Linked DNA regions of Zea mays: region 2 is linked to region 1. A link is a contact called in public Hi-C data. All regions are on one chromosome and are shown on one strand. Each heading gives the region's core, a stretch centred on a gene start, on an enhancer-like site or on the middle of the called end of the contact. The rest is flanking DNA. Distances are from core to core; before and after follow the strand shown. Region 1 holds the start of LOC100277879. Region 2 holds the start of LOC103625933 (Protein kinase superfamily protein).

The links. Hi-C and Micro-C count contacts between places; a contact is called where the count stands out from the background.
Region 2: a Hi-C map of ear shows a contact between it and region 1, with 1.6 times the contacts expected there. The contact joins the promoter of LOC103625933 here to the promoter of LOC100277879 in region 1. A contact is called at or near these places in 2 of 25 Hi-C or Micro-C datasets (bundle sheath and ear).

What each region holds. Positions count from the first base shown.
Region 1 is chr5:10,323,339-10,328,067 of Zm-B73-REFERENCE-NAM-5.0, reverse strand. It overlaps LOC100277879, which reads left to right and starts at 2,715. Exons shown (of 2, transcript NM_001151331.1): 1 at 2,715-3,949. The coding sequence starts at 2,789.
Region 2 is chr5:10,583,002-10,587,730 of Zm-B73-REFERENCE-NAM-5.0, reverse strand. It overlaps LOC103625933 (Protein kinase superfamily protein), which reads left to right and starts at 2,042. Exons shown (of 7, transcript XM_008646334.2): 1 at 2,042-3,890. The coding sequence starts at 2,867.

The DNA of each region.
Region 1 (4,729 bases), core at 1,466-3,965:
CGAGTCCATCCACTTCATGGCTTGTTCTTTCTATGTTTTGGATTAGTTTAAATCCATAGCAAGTCAAAATACACCATAATCCTATCTATCCCTTGTCAATCCATATGGTATTACTATCTTTGTTGGTCTAGTTTTCCTAATTTTCAATCCAAAATTGAGTATCAATCTGAGTCCATCCACTTCATGGCTTGTTCGTTTTGATAATTTTGGATTGGTTTAAATCCATAGCGAGTCAAAATACACCATAATCCCATCTAATCCTTGTCAATCCATATGGATTAGGAATAACAGAACAAGTATCAGTGTCGCAGGCCTACGTTCTACCTCTCATCGAGTCACTGCCCACCGTTCGTTTCGTATTAAAGTGAGCAGCTTGGGCTGCTACAGGTGTAATCCATAGAGACAAAATACTCTACAAGTAGTAGAAGACGGTACAGATTAAAACTAAACAAATAGGTTACAATGGCTAGCTTCAGATTAAACTGAGCAGTTTGGGCCGCTGCAGGTGTAATCCATAAAGACAAAACACTCTACAAGTAGTAGAAGCTAAAAATAGTAGAAGCCGGTGCAGATTAAAGTCAAACGAATAGGCTACAATGGATGCCTAGCATTGTCCACTTCATGCCAACCAACTCTACGCTCGTTCGACACAGAACAAACAACAACTATGAGATTGTTCGCCCTAGCCAACTCTACGCTCATGCGACACAGAACAAACAACAACTACATGTTATGCTGCTACCCAAAAATTGGCTCAAAAATGTAAGGATTAAAATCTGCAACAGTGCATCCTCAAGCTACGAGTTCTGCTGCTATCTAACAACTATTGCACAAACTGAAATCGAAATGGATTCAGATTATATGAAGCAACAGTAGTATGCACCTATGGGCACCAACATCCTTGATGCCGAACCCAAGCCTTTTAGTTTTTGACGTCCAAAAAAATTACAAGCAAACCTTCACTCTAAAGTCTAAACTAATGATCATCAGAAACTATGAAATATGAGCAACCAATTGTAGGAAATATAGTAAAGATAAATGTACTTTAACTTCCATGCAGTTAGGAGCTCAAAATCGTCAATTTCCAGTATTAGCCCATCCTTATCTTCCAACATTGGAAGGTTAGGCTGATAGGCTCTGCATCCTACATATTTCTGAAAAAAGTTAAAATTGCAAAATGACTTGCAGCTTGCATTATAGCTATGTTCAATCGTGCTGGAAATATAATGTAGAACACAATTAACATACCAGAGGGTAAAGGTCAATTAACAAGATATGCAAGTGCAAGTATATACCTTTGGAGCCACCACGTATGTAGGCACCGCCTAGCCGCCGTAGTGAGGCCTCTCAGCGCCGACATTGTGTGCGACGTGGACGATGTTGCCATACCCGTCCCCACGTGGGGGTGCTAGCCTTCATCGCTACAATCGTAGGCATCCCAGGCCCACACATACGTGGACCGGGCAGAGGCTGGCCGTACAGATCAGGGTCGATTGACGCGCGACCATGGAATCCCGCGGCCATATGGATTGGGTGGCGATAGCTAGTCGTAGGCGCCATAGGCCGGGGAAAGCGGGCTCCAACTCTCGCTCGTCTCTGGACCTGGTGCTTGAGGACCGCACGATGAAGAGTAACCCACGAATGTCGGCAGCTTGTTGTCCTCGTCCTCTATCACCATCAGTATGCCTGCTCTCCCCCAGGCCGTTGCACGCCGCCGTCGCTTGATAAGTCCGACGAGACTACTTGGTGGACCTGATCTCGCCTCCTCCCTTTTGTAGCCCGATGTTGATAACGAATGCGTAGTAGATAAGGCTTTCATCGGACAAGTCTTCATTCGATCCGCGTGGTGGTAGCTGTGAGATGCCTACGGGCGCGCGAGGGTGGGGGGTTAATTCGGCGCAGCGGGAGATATGGGGAGGACGATGACTGGAGTAAAACATATGTCATTGCTTACACGTGAATCTGGCACAGAGAGAAAGGAAGGGAGAGGAGTACTACAGGTTGTTTTGAACGAAAACTGAGTGAGTTTTTGTTATTATGACGTGAAACGACTATCGAAACAGGTGCTCAAGGCGGTCGGGGGCACAACTAATTTTTGGGTCCGCCCTTGCGTGTGTATGCCAACACTTCGAGCACGGGAAAACAAAATTCAACATAAGTCAAAAGAAAAGGAAATGTAACATAACCTCGGAAAATTTATTAGACCAGGATCAGGTTTCATGTACGGATCCTCATCCTAAGGCTTGCTCCAACAAAGGCCGCCAAATGTTCCTCTATCCTAAATATAGAGGATCAAATAATTATCTACTCTCTCCAGCAGCGTTTTCTAAATGGTCCTATAAATTTAGAGAATATTGTTGGATTCTCTCTCTATATAGTTTATCTAAACGGTTCTAATTCCATTTGAATACTTTAAATAATCGGTTTAGCAAAACTAAAATATGTACAATACATTTGAGAGTATGACAAATGCGTATTTAAAAAAAATAAAAAATGTCTCTAATATATGTATTTACGTATAGATGACGTGATTTAGAGGATGTTGTTCGAGAGAAAGCAGATATAAATGATAAAATCTTTTAGAGAAGACGATAAAGAACCAATATAAATAATGAATATAGAGAACGGTTGTTAGGGACAACCTAATCTGAATCCCCTCTGCGTGTCCCTTCCAATTTCAAGCGCGCAACTGACGCATTGGCCGTACCCCCTCGCGGCCTCTCAACTATCCCCACCCCAAAGAGAAAAGGAAATAAATCCCCAATTACCGACATCGACGCCGACGGCGATGTCCCTCCGCAAGCGCCAGCGCTCGGCGAGCAGCTCCCGCCTCACCGCCTTCTGCTCGCCACCGTCCCCTCCCGCTCCCCCGTCTACTTCCAGCTCTCCCAACCCGCATACCTTCCCCAACGCCGACGTCGTCCTCCGCCTCTTCCTCAACCCCTCCTCCCCCGACGACGTGGACGTCAAGCCCGACATCGACCGCCACCTCTCCGCAGCCGTCTCATCCGGAACCTTCGTCGACCTGCACGTCTCGTCCGCGTCCCTCCTCCGCTCCCGCTACTTCGCCGCCCTCCTTTCCGACCGCTGGCCCACCGCCGCGACTGGCCGCCTCTCCCTCGCGGTGGTGGCGCCCCCCTCTTGTCCCCGCCCGTTCGATGCCCACATCGAGGTGCTCCGCCTCCTCCACACTCTCGATTTCGCGGGTGCCATCCGCTCCCCCGACGATGCCCTCGACCTCCTCCCCATCGCACTCCTGCTCCTCTTCGACGCCTGCGTCGAGGCCTGCATCCGCTTCCTCGAGGCCGTGCCCTGGTCCGAGGACGAGGAGGCCCGCATCATCGACCTGGCGCGGCTCCTCCCCGCCGATGAGGCAGCCGACCTGCTCGCCAGGGTTTCTCCTCCTCCCGTCGCCGCCGGCCCTTCCGCTGCGGGGGTGGCCCCCAGGTCGCCCTCCGAGGCGATGCTGCACGGCCTGATCCACTCGGCGATCCATGGCCACCCCGTCCACGCTGCCACCAAGGCGTTCGTAGCGATGCTCCTTAAGGACTATCCGTCGCGGAACTGCGTCCACAAGGTGCTCGACGAGGCATTTCAGTCGCGCCTGGACACAATCAAGGAACTCATGGGGAAGTACGCTAGCCCGGATTTCAGGGTTGCGGTGGACAGTGATGAACGCGAGGCCATACAGAGGCTTAACCTGCAGTCTGCGGTGTTGAATGTGAAACACCTGTATTGGCTCATCGAGAGGATGGTCGATCTGAGGGTGGCAGATAATGCGGTGACGCTGTGGAGTGATCAAGCTGCCCTGGCTACTGATTTGCAGAAGTTGCTGAATGATGCAGACATGTGGCGGAACATGACGCCTGGGCTTCCAATGCTTGTGACTCGTTGCACACTCAAGCTCGCCAATTCAGTCATCACTGGGGAGACTCTGGTACCTCGGCAGGTTAGTCTACTAACTGATAATAATCTTTCTATTGCACCAACTTTATGCATGCTGTATGCCTGTATCTTGTGAAGGTAATAAAAGCTGTGTATCTAGAAAAGCCAATACGACCTATAAATTGAAACTGGGGAGTATATTATAAATGTGACAATTCAGTTAGAACTTAGAAGATGCTACCTGCATGTTATTTCCTTCTTTTGAAAAGAAGTTGATATTATGTCAATATAATACTGTGCTCTGTTATAATGGTTTAACTTGCCACAGCTTATAAGACTTTTTAATGGAATGTTCCATTATTATAAGCCAATGCATGTGTTTTATTCATCTTTTCTCATAATACAAATTAGTACCTAATGTGTTCGATTGCTTATAGGTAAGCCTGAAAAGGCCAGACATGGCTTGCATACTGTTTTTGTTGATGTCTCAGTACAACGAAAGTAGGTTCTATATTGTGCCGATACAGTGTTGGCTTTGCAAGATAACTTTGTTGATATGTAATGTATCTTGATTTATCTGAGTATGTTCTTTTGAGAAGTTCTAGATTGATCCTTACTTCAGTCATAAATTTGTTTGAGCTCCTGAATTGAAGTGGAATCTACTTCCACTCAATATAATGGATAGATGAAAAAGGAAGCACAGATTTTTTGGAGCACTCTTTCCAATTCTAATAGTGCATCAATGTGGGCACTGACATGGTCACCGGCATACTACTTTGACCATTGATTACAACAACAGCAGCAGCAACGACAACAAAGCCTTTTATTCCAAGCAAGTTGGGTA
Region 2 (4,729 bases), core at 793-3,292, 260 kb before region 1:
CTCGGAAGGACCCCACGCCGCCACGTACCGGTGGTTTTTTACCTTTAATTTGTTATTGGTGATCAACGATGTACGTACGGTTACCATGACCTAAGTAGCAGTTACCTCACTTACCAATTATATTTTTATCCTCGATTAATTTTTATCAACCTTCAGTACAAATCAGCAAATTTTACTACCGTCACCTATGAACCATCATTTGTCTATCCGAGACCATTAAGAAAGGTTAAAGAAATTAATTGTGAATTATAAACAAAAAAAAACAAATAAAAATGCAAACTATGGGGCTTGAACCCACGACCACATGGTAAGAAGTCTTGTGCTCTACCAAGTGGGCTAGATGGGCTTTGTGCTCATGTTTGCAACAAATATGTTAATAACACAACCGAGCTCGGCGCCAAGATCTGTGGCGCCGAGCTCGGTGCCACGTCGACGCCACGGCGTCCGGGTTGTGCCGACGCATCACGTACCTCGGCGCCATAACCTATGGCGCCGAGCTGTGTTACCTCGGCGCCATAAGCTATGGCGCCGAGCAAAGGGTCCAAAAATGCTATTAAAATTTTTTAGGGTCCAAACGTGTTCTTTTTTCCGAAAAATGGTCAAAATACAAAAAATTCGGCCCCTGCCCCTCGCTAGAGGAAAGGGGAACTTTTCCTGGGCTTGAAGAACAAAAACTTAGGGGGTGTTTGGTTACTCCTGCTAAAGTTTAGTCCGGGTCACATCAAGCGTTTGAATTTTAAATAGGAGTATGAAATATAGACCCAACCAACTGGACTAGATTCGTCTCGTCTTTTAATCTTCGGCTGACAAATTAGTTTTATAATCCGACTACATTTAATACCCGAAACGGAGGTTCAAACATTCGATGGGACAGGGGCTAAATTTTAGTTTGGGTAACCAAACACCCCCTTAAGAGGAAAGGTTAGAAGACGGGATGTGAAGGGTGATGTGAAGGGTCGAAGGACCATACCTAGCCCACGGTAAGAGCTATGGGGGTGTTTGGTTACCCAAACTAAACTTTAGCCTCTATCACATCGAATGTTTGAACCTCCGTTCCTGGTATTAAATGTAGTCGGATTATAAAACTAATTTGTCAGCCGAAGATTAAAAGACGAGACGAATCTAGTCCAGTTGATTGGGTCTATATTTCATACTCCTATTTGAAAGTCAAACGCTTGATGTGACCCGAGCTAAACTTTAGCTGGGGCAACCAAACACCCCCTATGTTTTGAAGGGCCATCGCGATATCCATCCTTGATTGGACTGCCGCCCACTCTACAATATCGGCGGCATCATCCATTTCAAACAAATTCATGGGTTGTCGCTCCTTGTCCAACACATCTGGTAGGGAAGGTGTTCGACGGAGGACGATCGATTTGCACGAGTGCTCGCAAAGAACCCTCGCCCCCGAGACTTCCATCCGACCCACCGGTGATGGAAACGAATGCGGGAAGCTCTGACTCGAACCCAACATCGGCGACAACATCAGCCGAGGCCAAATGAACCGACACAAGAGTCGCAGATGCATCCACCCCAGAAGGGACGCTCCCCTTCGCCGGTAAAGCAAGACCGGCCACGGCTGGCGCAGTTGGCATAGACGTGCCCGAGGGAGAGGGGCCGTCCGTCTCTCGTCTCTCGTGCGACCGCTAGAGCAGCTGAGACGTTCGCGATCGCAACGAACGGTCCCTAAAGGGACAGTTAATTATAAATTAATTAGGTTTAATATTTATCTATATTTAATAATGAGAACCATATATCCACATAAAAAACTTAATGATGAGAACAGTTTGTCCTGCTTTAATAATATTTGTCTCTATAGATTACAGTTGAAGCAATCAAAATAATCAACTTTAATTCAAAGCGACAACAATAGACCTAGCCGGCTAGGCCGTCACCGCCAGTGGACACTGCCGAGCTGCCGGCCGGCCGGCGGAACGGTCGCACGAAACCGGTTTCCCTCCTGTTCGTTCAGCAGTACAGCATTTCTCCCAGTCCTCCACGGACGTTACTTCTGCCTGTCCTCTCCGTGAGGAAGCAACACCCAAGCGGGACCAGAGGTTTTGAACGCCCAAAGGCCAAAGCTAACAATTGCACCAAACAGCACTGCGAATCGGCGTTCCCCCTCCCTCGCCTCGATCCGGTCCCGCGTGACACCAAACGAGCTGGAACGGGATTACGGGGAGAAAGGAGAGAGAGATAGAAAAAAACATTTCCCATTTCCCTTTCTTTGCCTCTCTCTCTCTCCCTGGGTATTGGGGCTCTCTCCGTTCTCGCGTACGCACACCACCACCTCGAATATGCTGACCCCAGCCGCGCCGGCCGCGCCCTGACAGCCCCCACCCGATGCGCCTTCCCCGCCTCCGCCGCCGCTGCCACGCCGCTGCCGGATCCGCTCCCGCTCGGCCGCCGTCCGCTCTCGGCGGCGACGGGTCCCGCTGACCTCATCGTGCTTGCCCCGCCTCCATCTCGCGCCGGCGTGGGTTGCGGCGACGGCCAGTAGGGTTCCGGGGCTTCCGCCTCGCGGTCCCCTCCCCCGAGGATCCGCGCCTTCCCCTACGGGGCGCGCGTTGCGCTTAGGGTGTGGGTTGCCTTGGTCTTCTCAGCTTGGTTGCGGTCGCGCGGTTTCGAGGAGCTCCACGGAAGCTTGATTTGTCAGGGGGGCTTTTCGAGGCAGAGGCACCGATCTGCGGCTGCCGGCGCCGCGGCATTGGGCCACTTCCTAAGCCCCCGAGCGCCCGGAGCTTCGTTCGGATCGGCTGGTCTGGGAGCTGGGCCGCAACAAATCAGCTCTTCTTCGGCCTCACTGTAAGCATTTCTTCGCAGAGGTTCTCGCTCGTTTCTGGGCTAGTTGATATTGGAGGGAAACATGCCGGAGAACATTGATCTGGTGCTTGAGTTCCTGCGGAAGAACCGGTTCGCCAAGGCAGAGGCAGCTCTCCGTGGGGAGCTCACCGGCTGCGCCGATTCGAACGGCATGACCGTGCAGAGGTGTGTCGCTGAGCTGAAAGAAGACGACGAGCAGGAGGACTTGGTGAGCTCCAATGGAGGGCCCAACGGTGCTGTGACAGAGAGGAGTGCGGACTCATCGAGGGAGTTCATCGTGAAGGAGGTTGATGTTGGAGCCCTGCCGAACGGTTTGGATGGAAAGAAGGGCTCCGGGATTGGCCAGCCTCAGGAGAACAACGTGGGGGATCTGTATCCTTGGACCTTCAGCATAGCAAACAGCACGGCAGAACAGCTAGCTGAGCTGCTGGTGTCGGAGGAGGTGCCAAGACATAGGCGTGCTGCGATGTTGGCAGAGAAGAGGGATCGAGGCGTTGGGACTGAACAGCCTGGCCCATTGCTGGAGCAAAAAGTCTCTTCTGGAAGAGGGAAAGGAAAAGTTGATGCTGCTGGGAGAACTGCAATCAATGAACAGGGTCATTCCAGGGATAAAAATCTAGTACCAGAAAAGGAGGAGATGTTAAATGGTTGCACAGTTAAGACAGTGCTTCCATTCCCTGGGGAAAACCCGTCATCTAGTTACAATAGCACGCACCATGAAAACGAGAGGAAAGAGGTAAGGAGGAGCATTAATGCAGATGGTGTTGGAAAAGGGGCAAAAGGACATTTCGACGAGGGGAACAGACAAAATTACTTCGAAAAATCCCTAGATACAGATCAGGTGTCTGACCGATGCTTCGATTTACAGCTTGTTGGAGATAATCAGCGTGAGGAGCTTCCAAAGTTACCTCCTGTGAGGCTCAAGTCCGAAGATAAGCTAGTCAACATGAACTGGGAGGACAAGATCAATCACCATGGATCTGGAGCCAAGCAATCTAGTGCTGATCATGCCTTTATGATTGGGTCTTATCTCGATGTTCCCATTGGGCAAGACATAACATCTTCAGGTATGTTGCTAGTGAGTTCAATAGGGATATGGTACTTCTATTTGCTTGGTAAGACCACGATCAGTGTAAAAAATTCCCAGGACATAATGTTGGCTTTAGTTGTATAGGCTAGAAGACTTGGACATTTGACTAATGCTCATGCTTTGTGTATCATATTTGAGATCACCTATGGACATTGGCTGATTTACTTTATGTAATTTATTGATGTATATTTGCTATAATAATACATAATAAAATCACATGTGACCTTGTGAATTGTTGCCTATTGGTGTTAGTAGCATTAATGAATTGCCAACATTTATCTAATATGTTCATTGTCATGGGTAAACTTATTTTTTTTACACTTACATGATTATCGACAATCTTCCAATTGAAATGATACATGTGGACAGTTGCAAATTTTCATTAGACATGTTTGTTTTTAAAGCCTCATCTAGTGCCACTATCATGTGAGAAAATTATTAGTTTTTTGCTTTACCAAAAGTTTCAAATATATATATTGCTTAGTGATAATCCATTTGTCGTGATTCAATTTTTAAAGTAATGCTTTCATGCCCCCCTTTCCCAAGAAGGATCATTGACTAGCATTTTCATGATTCATTTTTTAGAGTAATGCTTTCATGCCCCCTTCCCTAAGAAGGCTCATTGACTAGCATTTCATGTTTCTAATTGTTTTGCTTTCCATCCATCTTGTAAAAAAGAGTTGTGCTTTGGAGTTTTTGATTATTAGTGATAATCCATGTCTCGTTATTCAATTGTTTTCCCCTAGATAGATCATTGACCTACATTTCATCTTTCTGTAATTGTTTTGCTTTCCGTTCATCTTCTAGGGTTTTTCC